Linked DNA regions of Sus scrofa: region 2 is linked to region 1. Evidence: chromatin contacts called from public HiChIP or PLAC-seq data. All regions are on one chromosome and are shown on one strand. The core of a region is the stretch at or near the end of the contact, and the rest is flanking DNA. Distances in the headings are between cores, read along the strand shown. Region 1 has its middle 19 kb from the start of EHF. Region 2 overlaps SLC1A2 (excitatory amino acid transporter 2).

Region 1 (6,899 bases), core at 1,425-3,924:
TGCTGAGCCAAGTGCAGGGGTTGAAGAGCCTGCAAGGGCCCCTGGGAAAACGTGAGAAGGACAATCAAGAGACCACTGGGTGTCTCATCTGCCAGGATCTCTGCCGGTCACCTGGTTTATAAAGGAGGGTCGGATGCCATGCACCTGCCCTCTTTGCAGCTGCACTGCCTTCTTGTTCAGGAATGAGTAGTAAGCAGCCCAGACCCCATGGAGAACAGAATGAGGCTGCCCCACACAGAGCCAGCTTGGCATAGAATTGTCCCTATGATAGTTTGGAGATGAAGCTGGCTCCATTCTGGGGAGGGTGGCGTGGACAGACAAGAAGCCCAACTTTGGCTTCACGCAGAGCTTGATTGGAATTTGGGTCATAGGTGGGTGAGCCAGCAGCAGCTATTTAATCTGAGTCTCAGATTTCTCATGTGTAAAATGGGAACTCTGACAGCTGCTTCATGGCATTGCTGTGAGGAATAACTAGAGCCATGCTCAGGCAGGGTCTGAGACCAAACCTGAAACACAGTAGGGTGTCAGAGTGGTATCTTACTGTTTTTTTGTTTTGTTTTTGTTTTGTGGGGTTTTTTTTTTTGTCTTTTTGCCATTTTTTGGTGCGTCATATGGAGGTTGCCAGGCTAGGGGTCGAATCAGAGCTGTAGCCGCCGGCCTACACCACAGCCACAGCAACACAGGATCCGAGCCTCGTCTGCGACCTACACCACAGCTCATGGCAATGCAGGATCCTTAACCCACTGAGCAAGGCCAGGGATCAAACCCGCAACCTCATGGCCCCCAGTCGGTTTTGTTAACCACTGAGCCACGATGGGAACCCCAGTACCTCTTATTGTTGATGGAAGCCTGAGGGGCTGGGTCTTTATTTGGCCACAAACCATTGTCTTGCTGATCCCTTCTTCTCTGTGGACAATGACTTTTTTTTTTTTTTTTTTAAGGGCTGCTCTCACGGCAAATGGAAGTTCCTAGGCTAGGGGTCGAACAAGGGGTCGAGTCGGAGCTACACCTGCTGGCCTACACCACAGCCCCAGCAATGCCAGATCTGAGCCATGTCTGTGACCTAAACCACAGCTCATGGCAATGCTGCATCCTTAACCCACTGAATGAGGCCAGGGATTCAGCCCACGTCCTCATGGTTACTAGTGGGGTTTGTTACCACTGAGCCACGATGGGAACTCCCTTTTTTTTAAATCTCATGTTACAGCAGCCTTCAAAATTTGTTTTTTTTCAGTGTCACCTGGAATGCTATAAAAAAATATACTTTCCCAGTACCCTTCCCCAGATTTTTTATTTCAGTGGGAGGGAGAGCAGAATCTGAGTTTTTATCAGAAACACCTTTCTCCCCTATGTAACTCTGACTTTGAGAAACACTGTGCTAGGATTTCCAAACGGCCAGCAAAGGCTGGTTGACTTAAATGCAAAATGTTCTTATAAAGATCAGAATAGAAATAAATACTCCCTCGACCTCCTTGGGGCGTATATTTGCATAGCTCTGCACCTTTTCATCAAGTGCAAATGAGATCCAAATGAATCCTTATTTTAACTCCTAAAGTGTGTCTTCTGGAGGTAGGGGCTGGGAGAGGGAGAAGGGCCATAGGGAGATCCACACCAGTCCAGGAGATACGTGGATTCTGGCTGCAGCTCTGTAGTTCGCCAGCTGTGCACCTCTGACCTATCACCTTAGCATCTTTGTGTCTCATCCCTCTTCTGTCAAATGAAAGGGGTCATCCCTGCTTTGTCTGCTCTCAGGGATTCCCTGGGCTTAAGTGAGATGAATAGGCTTTAAAAAGGACAAACTCGGAGTTCCCGTCGTGGCGCAGTGGTTAACGAATCCGACTAGGAACCATGAGGTTGCGGGTTCGGTCCCTGCCCTTGCTCAGTGGGTTAACGATCCGGCGTTGCCGTGAGCTGTGGAGTAGGTTGCAGACGCAGCTCGGATCTTGCGTTGCTGTGGCCCTGGCGTAGGCCAGTGGCTACAGCTCCGATTCAACCCCTAGCCTGGGAACCTCCATATGCCGCAGGAGCGGCCCAAGAAATAGCAAAAAGACAAAAAAAAATAAATAAATAAAATAAAAAGGACAAACTCCTTGGCGTTCTTTTTGTGGCTCAGGGGTAACGAAGCTGACTATAATATCCATGAGGATGCAGGTTCAAGGCCTTGTTCAGTGGGTCAAGGATCCGGCATTTCTGTGACCTGTGGTGTAGGTCACAGACGAGGCTTGGATCCCGAGTTGCTGTGGCTGTGGTGTAGGCCAGCAGCTGTACCTCCAATTTGACCCCTAGCCTGGGAACTTCCATATGCCACAGGTGTGGCCCTAAAAAGCCAAGGAAAGGGGTGGGGTGGGGGACAAACTCCTTGATGGGCACGGAAGACAAAGCATTATAATATTGATTGGGCTAGTTACCTCCTGCAGCAGTTGGAATCAACCAGGAAACCAGAAACTCAAGTGTTTTCAGTAGAAGGAATTTAATGTAGGGGGTGGGTCATCCCTGTGTTGGAAGATCTGTGAAGCCAAATAGAGCGTGATAAGTTAACTCAAAGGTTAGCCATGGCAGCAGTTCACTGGTGCCTGGAGGCTGAAGAGGGGAAGGGAGAGGCTTGTTACCAGCGTCCCTGATGGGCTGTCTCCAGGGGGCTGGAGCCATGGAGGAAATGAGGTTGTTGCTGGAGGCATGTCCTGAGCAGAGAGAGATGAGGAAGGAAATACCCTGGCTTCTCACTTCCTCCCTCTGGTCTCCTGTGGACACCTCTCCTGGCTGGCACAGGCTGAAACTGGCTGACTCGGGAGCCTCAGAAACTCTTGCAAGCTCAGACATCAGACCCCATGGAAGAGAGCAGAAAAGCGGGGTGGAGGAGAGCTGCGGGGGCCAAGAGTAGGGAATGAATCTGAGGACAGTCAGGCCAGAGCAAGCACACCTTCTGATCTTCTGCCTGGACACAGGGCTATACACAGATTTTTGTTAACTGAATTTGTCTGGGAGCAGAAAGCTACCCTACTCTGTCCTCTACCTCAGCAGCCCCTAATGATTCAATTTAAAAGTTAAAACAAGACCCAAAGCCTAAGATATTTAGGTCATATCAATGCCTCCACAACAACCAAGTTTCGTGAGAAAAGAGATGGCATGGAATCAAGTTTTTGTTTGAACCTTTTGTCAAGATTATTTTTCCTTGTCCACAGAGGCAGGGAAGTATGTGTAGGAAATTTGGCCAACCTTTGCCTGAACCCTGTCCAGTTAAACAACTGTCAAATAATTAATCAGATATTCTGGGTTTTATAGTTTTGATATCTAAAATGTATGTATTGACTTTTAAGCCACTAGAATCCCATTATCTGTATTCACTTGGGAAATGGTCTCTAAAAATAACATAATGCTTCTTTGATGAAGATGCTTTGGGAGCATACGGGGACCACATAGAATTTAAGGAGCCAGAAGTACCTGATAACAGAGAGTTCTGGTGAAAGGAATGCTATTGAATGTAGAGGTAGTGCTGTGGGCTCCTTTGGAAAATTAGGCTTATTTACTGGGGCAACACACTCCTCCAGGGACAGAATCATGGAGGTGATGGATGGAAGGGAAAATATGGTTTCCCTCTGGTTTGGGTTTCTTTCTTTTTCTTTCTTTCTTTTCTTTACTTTTTATTTATTTTTTAAAAATTTTATTGTTATTTTTTTAACAGAATAAAATACATATATTTGCACACAATTACATTCACACAGATTATTATATCATGGATCTTAAGAAACAGATTAAGTGATTCCCTCTGGAGAAGTGGAATGGAAAATATGCTGAGACAAATAGGAAATTTATTCTATACTTTATCCCATTTTGTATGGCTTTCATCTTTACTATTTTTTATTAGCTATTACATTTCAGGGTTTCTTTCTTTCCCTTCCTTCCTCTCTCCCTCTTTTCTTTTCTTTTTTTCTTTCCTTCTTGGCTGCACCTGCAGCATGCTGAAATTCCTGGACCAGGGATCAAACTGCATCACAGTGGTCCCAAGCCACAGCAGTGACAATGCCAGATCCTTACCCCACTGAGCCACCAGGGAACTCCTGGTTTGGCTTTCTTGTTTTATATGAGAAAACTGAGTTCTGTAGAGGAGAAATGCCCCCCTGAACCTTTCCTTTTGATCCTGCCAATCCAGGCCACCCAGGACTTTTTAACCTAGTTAGCGATGAGCAACTGGGGTCCATGTGTAGCCCACCTAGTTTTGAAATCCAGCTTGCAGTCTAACCTCAGGATGAATGATGAAATACCAAGATGCAAGCTGACTCAATGACCACACGCACTGGTAAGAGACGCAGTACAAAAAAGCCCCCTTGCCTTGAACCCCTCCCCAGACCTAAGACTCCGACTCTGAGGGTGGGGCCAGGAATTCTGCTTTTAAACAAGCTTTCCAGGTGATTCTTACACATATTAATTCAAAACTCTTGGACATTTGCGGAATGCAAAATGAATGAGAGAATGAAAGCCACAAGGAGTGTGGATGCTGTTGCAATTGATTCATCCGTTCTCCTACTGAAGCACATCCAGGGTTTCTAATTGCTCATTTTACAGTGACGTGATGAACACTGTTTGTACTGTCACCTTGTGAGCGTGTGCTGAAGTTTCCTGGCACTTGCGTCTGGACCTAGATTTCCATATGTATCTTCCTTTTGACTAAATTAACAAATTGCTCTCTGAAGTGTTTATAACAATCCCAGTCCCGAACTAGCAGTGGGTTAGAACTCATTCCTTGTTCTGGCCAACATGTATCATCATCAGACTTTTTAGCCTTGTCAATTTGAAGGGCATGGGGTGGGCTCTCACGTCAGTTTGTGCTTCTCTGATGATCAGTGAGGGTGAGCCCCTTTCCATGTGTTTAATGATGCTCATTTTTTTTTAAATGGTGCTCATTTTAAAATTGACCTTCTTCTGTGTTTTTTAGCAGGGAGTTTAAGTTGTACGAATATATATTTCTTTCAATCCAAGACTTCCCTCAGTAAAGCCACTTTTCGTTGGCCATACCTGCAGCATGCGGAAGTTCCCAGGCCAGGGATTAAACCCATGCCACAGTGAGGACTGAGCCACTGCAGTGACAACACTGGATCCTTAACTTGCTGAGCTACCAGGGAACTCCAATAGAGACTCTTTTATTTGAATGAAAAAGACAACAAGTTGTATAAACCTTTGGATTTTCTTTCTGAAAATTGGTGGAAAAATGGCCCCGGAAGAGACAATGGCATTTGGCGAGCTGAAAGTGCAAGTGGGAAAATCCTTAAAGAGGTCCTGCTCTACCGTGGTAATGATGGGTCACATCTGAAAGTCAGGGCAATCCACCAAGTTCACCTTTTTTTCTACTCTGGGTTCCGAGGATTGATCGACCTGGCTCTTCTCCCTTGCTGCCATCTGCTTTTCTTCCTCCAGTCCTTCCTGTAACCCACAAAGAGGGACTTTGTAGCCCAAAGTCTTTCCCTCGTTTCCAGTCTTGGGGTCCCCCAGGAATTATTGATGGTTGCCACCAAAGGCCAAACACAGGGAAAGCACAGGAGATGGAAAGCCTTCAGCCGATGGTGTCATCCAAGACACACCAAGGACCTGGGCCTGCAATGCAAAGCCTTCTCCCAGCTGGCATCACTAATGCATCAGTCATACCTCTTCTGAAATTATCCTCTCCCCAGCCCCTGACCCTCCTTCTCTCTTTGAATTCCCAGGGCTAGTGCTCACAAGTTCATCAATTTCTTCTCATTCTGTCCTCTTTCACAAACCTGCCACCAAAGCAAGAGTCATCACCTCTTACAGGAAATACCAGGTAGGTGTGCTGTCAGCTCTTATCACACAGAGAGGTCATCTGGGATTGGCTTCTGGTTGGACCTCGTGGCTTGGGTTTTTTTTCCCTACTCCTGTCTTGGAGCAAACCCAGGGGAAGTACAGTTTCCAGATACAATCCTTTCACTTTCTACTGCCACTTGTCCCTCCTTGCCAACCCTCATCCTATTACTTGCTTTCCTCTGGACCAGCCAAGAGCCTAGAACAGGAAAAAGCAAGCAGAAGGGGCAGGGGCCTTGGGGACCAGAGGTAAGCAGATCCACAGAAGGGCAGTAGGGCAGGAAGGTGGGGGAGCAGGCCAAGATCCCTCAGGTCTCTATAGAATGGTCTTTGGGTGGGTTGTAATGATGTCGAGAAGTTTAATCTGTCTGTGGCCAACCATCTTCCTTACAGAAGTGCCCCGCGCTGGGGTCCTCTACGCTGATAAATGGTGCTTAATTGAACTAAAGCTCTGGGTGGTGGCCTGTGTAATTTAGTCACTCAGCAAATATTTACTGAATTCCTACTAAGTCCAACTACCCTCCTGGATAGCATGGGTGAGGGTGGAAATAATGCAGGAAAAAAAACCCACTTTTTTTCACTCCTGCTGTCACTTAGTGGAGAGCAGAGGACTTTAAGGGAATAAGCAGGACCAAGCCAGCTTTGATCTCTGCAGAGAGATGTCTCTGGAACAGGAAATGCTATGGGAAAGGGACAGAGCTGGGTGCCTTCACGGCAGAGAAGGGGCTGGATGGTCAGGCAACAGGTGATCAGAGGAAGCGTAGAGTCAGGGATGGAGACTTCCTGACCAAAGATTGTGCCTCTACTTAAAGTTTTGTCTAGAGCTGAGAGACAAAGTAGGTAAAGCCCCAAACCCAGTTCATGGTATATAGTAGGTTCTCAATACAATGTTTTGTTTTTTTTTCTCTCCTTATTGTTTCTCTTTTCCTTTCCCTCTTCTCTTTTATTTTTATTTCTTTTACTTTCTCCATCCTTTCCTGTATCTAATTGGATTCCACTTCTACCTCCTTCTTAGCGTTAGCTGCAGCATGGTTGGCAAACCTTTTCTGTAAAAGCCCAGGCAGTAAATATTTTAGGCTTTGCAG
Region 2 (6,899 bases), core at 1,930-4,429, 710 kb after region 1:
GTCTCCTCCTCCAGCCCACCATGGACACTCCCGGTATGGGTCCCGATCCCTTGTCTCCTATCATTCCATTCACCTCCTGTCTATGGCCTCCCCTCACCACCTGGACAGGGCACCCACTTGGCCATAATCCACATTCACTCCCTTCCTGTTGACCTGGACGAGTATCTACTGTGGTCCAGGTGAGCCCTCGGAACCTCATCCCTCAGTTACAGTGGATTTTTCTCAAGCCCTTGTCAGCGCTTGCATATGACTTCAGTGGCTGAGTTAGAGTCCCCATCTGTGGATCAAAGTAAAGCTGACTGCTCCCTGCGAAGCTGATTTTGAACCTAGAGCCTCATTTTCCTCGGCACCACCAGATGAGGGGACATGCCTGGGAAACTTCTGCTAAGGAAGACGGTGACCTCACTGCATGTCTTGAGGAGGAGGCCACCTCTTCAGGGATGGTGGAGGCATCGCTTTTGTAGCTTGAATGCTTTAGTGAACAGTCAGAAGTACCACTGGCTGAATGAATGTGCTCCTTCTCTTAATGGGTATTCCGGCAATTATCACCTGGGAGATAGAAACCCGCAGAGTCTCAGGCTCCGCCCAGCCCCGCAGACTGAGAAACTGAATTTCTAACAGCATCCCCAGGTGATTCTTAAACACTCTGAGGTCTAAGAGGCGTTACCCTACCGGATCTTGAAACTCATTTGACTAGGCTGCTGGTCTAAAAATTTGCTAGGTTGAAAAAAAACAAAAATAGAACAAAATAAGAGTAGCCCGAGAGCTATGAAGCCACTCAATGTCATGGGAAGTTTAGGAAGGAGCCCTGGGGTCCGGCCTGGCTTCTCCTTCAGCCCTTGGCGTCTTAACTACTGTCTGCAGCTTCCCAAGATGGGCAGAGTATAGCCAGGTAGAGGGGCGAGCAAAGAAGCGACTTGGAGAGAAGGCAGAGAAGGAATGGAAGGGGGAGAGAAGGAAGTGTGTCTGGTGAAAAGTCATGATGAGGCTGCCCGCCCCACCCCCACCCCATCATCCCTCCAGGCAGCTGAGCCTTGCTCCCTGCTGTCTTTTCTCATAGAATTGGGTGCTTCTTTCCCTCATGTTCAGCTGGACCTAGAATCTCATCACTTCAATCATTTTTTTTCTTTTTTCTTTTTAGGGCTGCCCTCAAGGCATATGAAAGTTCCCAGACTAAGGGTCGAATTGAAGCTACAGCTGCTGGCCTACACCACAGCCACAGCCAATGCGGGATCCGAGCCTTGTCTTCAACCTACACCATAGCTCATGGCAGTGCCAGATCCTTAACCCACTGAGTGAGGCCAGGGATCAAACCCACATCCTCATGGATACTAGTTTGGTTCTTAACCTGCTAAGCCACAATGAGAACTTCCAAATTTCATCACTTCATATAGAGCCTTCATTAATAGCTCACATCACCCAACTGATGGCCTCATTCAGTTACTGTTCTCCTGCAGTTTCATCGTGTGTGCTGGTCCCATCTCCTCTGCTTCTGTGGTTCTGGAGCCCAGGCATGGAGCTCACATTCAAACCCTCTGAGCTAGATTACTAACTTTTTCACTTTTCTTCATAGCTCCCAAGTACACACCCCATACAATTTATTTGAGATATTTATTCTCAAGTCCTCAGGTACTTAGTGCAAATTTATTGTCAATAACCAGGAAGGACCTAGGCCGGAACCAGCTGCAAATATGAGTATGATGCTATCGGTAGCCTCGAAAAATGCCCACTAATAAAAATAATTATAATCAACACTTTGAGCTTCCTTAAAATTACTTTGTGGAGTTCCCATCGTGGTGCAGCAGATGAATCCGACTAGGAACCATGAGGTTGCGGGTTCGATCCCAGGCTTCACTCAGTGGGTTAAGGATCTGGCACTGCAGTGACCTATGGTGTAGGTTGAAGATAAAGTGCGGATCCCGCGTTGGCTGTGGCTGGGGTGTAGGCTCGCAGCTGTAGCTCCAATGGGACCCCCTAGCCTGGAAACATCCATATGCCTTGGGGATGGCCCTAAAAAGCAAAAAAAAATTACTTTGTAAGGTGAGTACCCTCCTTAGTAGATACATTTTACAGATGAAGAAACTGAGGTATAAGGATTTCAGTCTCCTGCCTGAGCTCGGTAGCTTTGGCGCTTGGTGGTTAGGGATGCAAACGCAGGCAGTCTGGCTGGAGCACCTGGACTTCACCCACTACATCTCCCTGATAACTGTGTGGTCACAGATTTGGGCCTGTGTATACCCTGGGTGGACAGACTTTCAGAAGCACTAGGATCTGCCAAAGTAGGGCCTGAGCTGGGCCCTGTCTCAGACACAGTGACAGGAATGGAGCCTGCGGGAACACAGGGGCCCTCCAGTCACAGAATGGGAAAAGGGCTTCCTGGGCCCAGGGAACAAAACGCTGGCTGGCTCCTGTTCCGTCTCTCCTATAGCTCTTCTTCTGCACCTTCTCCTTGAATACCTTCTTTCAGACCTCAAGGCCCAAGGCCAAGTGCTGCTATTTCCATAACAGGGTAAAGTCCCTTCATGAGTGGAGCAAACCCAACGGGAACAACAGTCACAAGGATTCACCTCGGACTGTGCCACACAACAGAGGCTGAGCCGAGGACAGGAAGAAGCTGGTCCAGGGTAGGTATGAGGCCAGCTGTGGGTGAGGGGGAAAAGGCAGAAACAGGGCCAGAGAAGCAGAACCAAAGGTCAGAGGTGCAAGGTGAAACTAAATGGAAAAGGAGTGAACATACTAGAAACTGAGTAGATCAGAAACAGAGGACTGCAGGCTGGGCTGTATCAAGGTGAAGGATTGTGAGGGAGCCTATCTGCTGGGTGGGGGGCTGTGTGGCTAGCACAGAGTGAGTTGGAGGTACATTGGTCTGGGAATTGGACAGGGTGTTCCCTGCGCGTGGTGCAGAGTGCCGGGTCCAGGACCCAGACATCCTAGAAGCTGCAACACTGAATCGCATAAACCATGAGCCTGAGGAAGCAGAAGTCAGATCATGGGATTAGTTACTGTTCAAGTTTACTGAACTTTACTAAAGTGTTACAGAAACCCACCAAGACCCCAGGCAGCAAAGAGCACAGTGAATGAGAATGTGAGTTCCAAAGCCAGGGGCAGGGTTTGAATCCTACTCCTCCATCTCTGAGCTCTGTGATCTTGGGCAAGTTACTTAAACCATCTCTCAGTTTCTCTTCCGGTAAATCCAAAGCTTGTTAGTAGTTACATCATACAGTTGCAATGAGGACTGAATTCAACAATAGAGGTAACATTTAACACAATGCAGCTCAGAGAATAAAGCCTCAGTCACTCTCCCTGTAATCACTGTTACTATCATTATTAGCTCCTTTCAGAGACAAAGAAACCACAGCACAGGGATCTAAGTAATGTGAAAGGGATGGGGCTGGGAATTAAACCCGGCCGGCCGGTCTTTCTAGAGAAGCAGGTATGTAATCATCCTGCCTCATATCCTCATCATCCCACTTCATATCAATTCTGAGGATGAAGGTGAAGAGAAGGGACCACGGTGAGAGGCCCAGAAGAATACAGAACAGAGGAACAGAAGCGCAGAGCACAGAAAGGGAGCCTGGAGAGAGTGCAGAGCAGAGCCCAGGGCTGCTGGCACGGGTTAAGGGTGGGAGATGCGACACGTGCATCCGAAGAGCAGAGCACAGCCAGGAGGCCCTGGAGACTGAACCTCTACATGATCCTGGCAATCTGGGTTCAGTCATTCAGTTGAAATGAGCTTTCTAGATGGGACCTGAGGACCCGGTCCCTAAACCCTAAGGGTTTGCTGCAAGGTCATCACTCTGGCCAGAACCACACCTGAATTTGCAGACCTGAGAAGTGACACCGAGAGAGGACTGGCCCTGAGCTTCATAGGAAGGGGCCACAGAGGCTGCAGCCATGGTAGCAGCTGAGACGTGCTGAGTGATGACTACATGCAAGGTACTGTTGGAGGCAGCTCATGATTTAACTCAATCTCCACCACAACCTGAAGAGACCGTTTCTATATTATGCCCATTTTGTAGATGAAGCCATGAAAGCACAGAGAGGTCAAATAATAGTCACAAGGTCACAGAGCAGGTACATCACAGGGGCAGAAACAGAACCCTGGGACAAAACTCAGGCTCTCTGAGTCCGGAGTCTATACTCTTAACCTGTAGGATCTCTAATACACAACCAGGCTCATCTCAGAGGGACAGATTTATGATGCCTTGAAACTTTCATTTATAAATGGCTTCTCTGCCTGAGTCATCAAGGATATATAGAGCAGTCAACTAAAAAGCCAGAAATGGAGCAATTATTAGATAATCCCAACTTGAGAGGCATTCTACCAAATAGCTCATCAGTCCCCTTCAAAAGTGTCAAGGTCAAAAAGGACAAGGAAAGACTGAGAAACTGTCCCAGATGGGAAGAAAAGAGACAGCTAAATGCACTGGGGGATCCTGGATTGGATCCCAGCACTGAGAGAGGACCTGTGTGGAAAACCGGGGTAAATCTGGAGTTCCCGTCATGGCGCAGTGGAAACGAATCTGACTAGCATCCATGAGAATGCAGGTTCGATCCCTGGCCTCGCTCAGTGGGTTAAGGATCTGGCGTTGCTGTGAGCTGTGGTGTAGGTTGCAGGTGTGGCTTGGATCCCGCATTGCTTGGCTGTGCTGTAGGCCGGTGGCTACAGCTCTGATACATTCCCTAATCTGGGAACCTTCATGTGCCACGGGTGCAGCCCTAAAAAGACAAAAAAAAAAAAAAAAAAAAAACCTGGCGAAATCTGAATGAGTTCTGATAGTATTGGGGCAAGGTTAATTTTAGTCTTAATCAATGTTCTGTGGTTATGTAAAATGCTACCCTGACAGGAAGCTGAGTGAGGGGCATACGGGAACTCTCCGTATTATTTTCACGGTTCTTCTTTAAGTCTAAAATTATCTAAAAATTTTATAGAATTTAGTGTTGAAAAAAACACCCCAAAAATACAAATGACAAAAGGATCAAAACCACTGGCATTCTCAGTTTATAAACTCAGGTGCTTAATCTTTGTCATGGTACTCAAACTGTGTTGCTCCCTCCCACGCCTGTGAAAAAGGACTCATCTTGAATGTGACATGAAATCTGTTTGAAATTGTGAAGAACAGCAGCGAAAAGAAGCTGACAACGATTAGATGGAGAAACCTGGATCTTCTTCAGAAGGACAGATCACTTCAGTTTTACAGGTACAGACATACTGAATCATTATGTCGTACAGCAGGAACTAACAGTGTTGTTAGGCCAATTTCGCTTTGAAAAGCAAACAAACTCATAGGAAAAGAGATCAGAGTTGTGGTCACTGAAGGCAGGGGGTGGGGAAGAGGGAGTTGGATGAAGAAAGTCAAAAGGCACAGACTTCCGGTTCTAAGACAAATACACACGGGGGACACGCTGCACAACATGATGGATATAATTAATACTGCTGTATGTTATATGCGAACGTTGGTGAGAGAATAAATCCTCAGTTCGCATCATAAGGAAAAAAAATTTGTCCTATCTTATTTTTTATCCATATTAGATGATGGGTGGGGTAATTATCACTTCGCGACGTATATAAATCAAATCATTATGCTGCACACAAACTTACACAGGGCTGTATGTCAATTACGTCTCAATAAAACTGGAAGAAAAAAACATCACGTATACATACTTCAAGATGTGACCTTCTCATCTTTCCCTCTCTGAGTCACATTTTTTCAGTGTCCCCACTCCACAGATCCACTTAATACCCACAGGCTGATGGCCACTGCCCAGGAAGGTCCTGGGTCCCTTGGAGGTGGAAAGACCACTTTGTGGGTACAGGTGAGCTTCCCAAAATGCAGCAGGTTTGACACACACGGAGGACTGGGCAAGCCAGGAGGACCCAAGTCTTCATGAAGATCAAGAAGGAGGCAGCCAGAGGGGTAAAAGAGAAACAGAGGTATAGTTCCTGTCACTATTTGTAGAGCACTGAGGTAGACACTGCCTGCATTGGATTGTTTAATCCTCTCCACAGCCCTAGGAGGTAGGATCCGCTATTGTTATTGCCACTTCACAAATCAGGAAATCAAGGATCAGAGAGGCTAAACGACTGCTCAAGGTCACACAGCAAGTTAGCAGTAGAAGCTGGGATATAGCCTGAAAACCATGTTACCACAAGAGACTATAGGCTTCTCTTTCTTTATTGACTTTTTAAAATTTATGGCAGCAAGTGGAAGTGCCTGGGCTGGGGACTGAACCCACAACTCTGCGGCAACCCAAGCTGTTGCAGAGACAGAGCCAGATCCTCAACCTGCTGCACTGAAGCAGAAACTCCTTTCTTGACCTTCTTATTTCAACCACGATTGGACTGGCTCGCTTTATCAGATCATCCTCTGGTTTGTCCTCATCTTAGAAAGTAAGATGTGGGAGTTCCCGTCGTGGCGCAGTGGTTTATGAATCCGACTAGGAACCATGAGGTTGCGGGTTCGGTCCCTGCCCTTGCTCAGTGGGTTAAGGATCCGGCGTTGCCGTGAGCTGTGGTGTAGGTTGCAGACGCGGCTCGGATCCCGCGTTGCTGTGGCTCTGGTGTAGGCCGGTGGCTACAGCTCCGATTCAACCCCTAGCCTGGGAACCTCCATATGCCTCGGGAGCGGCCCAAGAAATAGCAACAACAACAACAAAAGACAAAAGACAAAAAAAAAAAAAAAAAAAAGAAAGATGCGAAACGAAGCGGGTGACCATCACGGAACCCACGCTATGTACCAGATGGTCCACATCCGTCATTCCACTTGATCATCGCCAAAAGGGAGTAATTATCAACTCCATATTCAAATGAGGCAACTGAGGTTCCAAAAGGTTACCAGAGAGCCAAGGGGCTACGCCAGACTTTTTAAGCCTCGATTTTCCTGATGGCCAAAGCCCCC

Evidence for each region. HiChIP or PLAC-seq counts read pairs in DNA pulled down with a chosen protein or histone mark.
Region 2: a contact with region 1 is called in an H3K27ac HiChIP or PLAC-seq map of alveolar macrophages, with 3 times the contacts expected there. The contact joins two enhancer-like sites. A contact is called at or near these places in 7 of 47 Hi-C or Micro-C datasets (embryonic fibroblasts, epiblast stem cells, mesenteric adipose tissue and 3 more) and 1 of 2 datasets of contacts at active chromatin or transcription factors (alveolar macrophages).

The regions. Positions count from the first base shown.
Region 1 is chr2:26,356,061-26,362,959 of Sscrofa11.1, reverse strand. No RefSeq gene overlaps it. Among named protein-coding and RNA genes, the nearest start is that of EHF, 19 kb to the right of the region's middle. Within about 2 kb of position 2,674, at least 5 of the 83 cell types and tissues checked have an H3K27ac peak or open chromatin away from gene starts, as enhancers often do. A contact at or near this core is called in alveolar macrophages, where this site is marked.
Region 2 is chr2:25,645,466-25,652,364 of Sscrofa11.1, reverse strand. The region is part of intron 1 of SLC1A2 (excitatory amino acid transporter 2); the gene reads right to left. Among named protein-coding and RNA genes, the nearest start is that of SLC1A2, 45 kb to the right of the region's middle. Within about 2 kb of position 3,179, at least 2 of the 83 cell types and tissues checked have an H3K27ac peak or open chromatin away from gene starts, as enhancers often do. A contact at or near this core is called in alveolar macrophages, where this site is marked.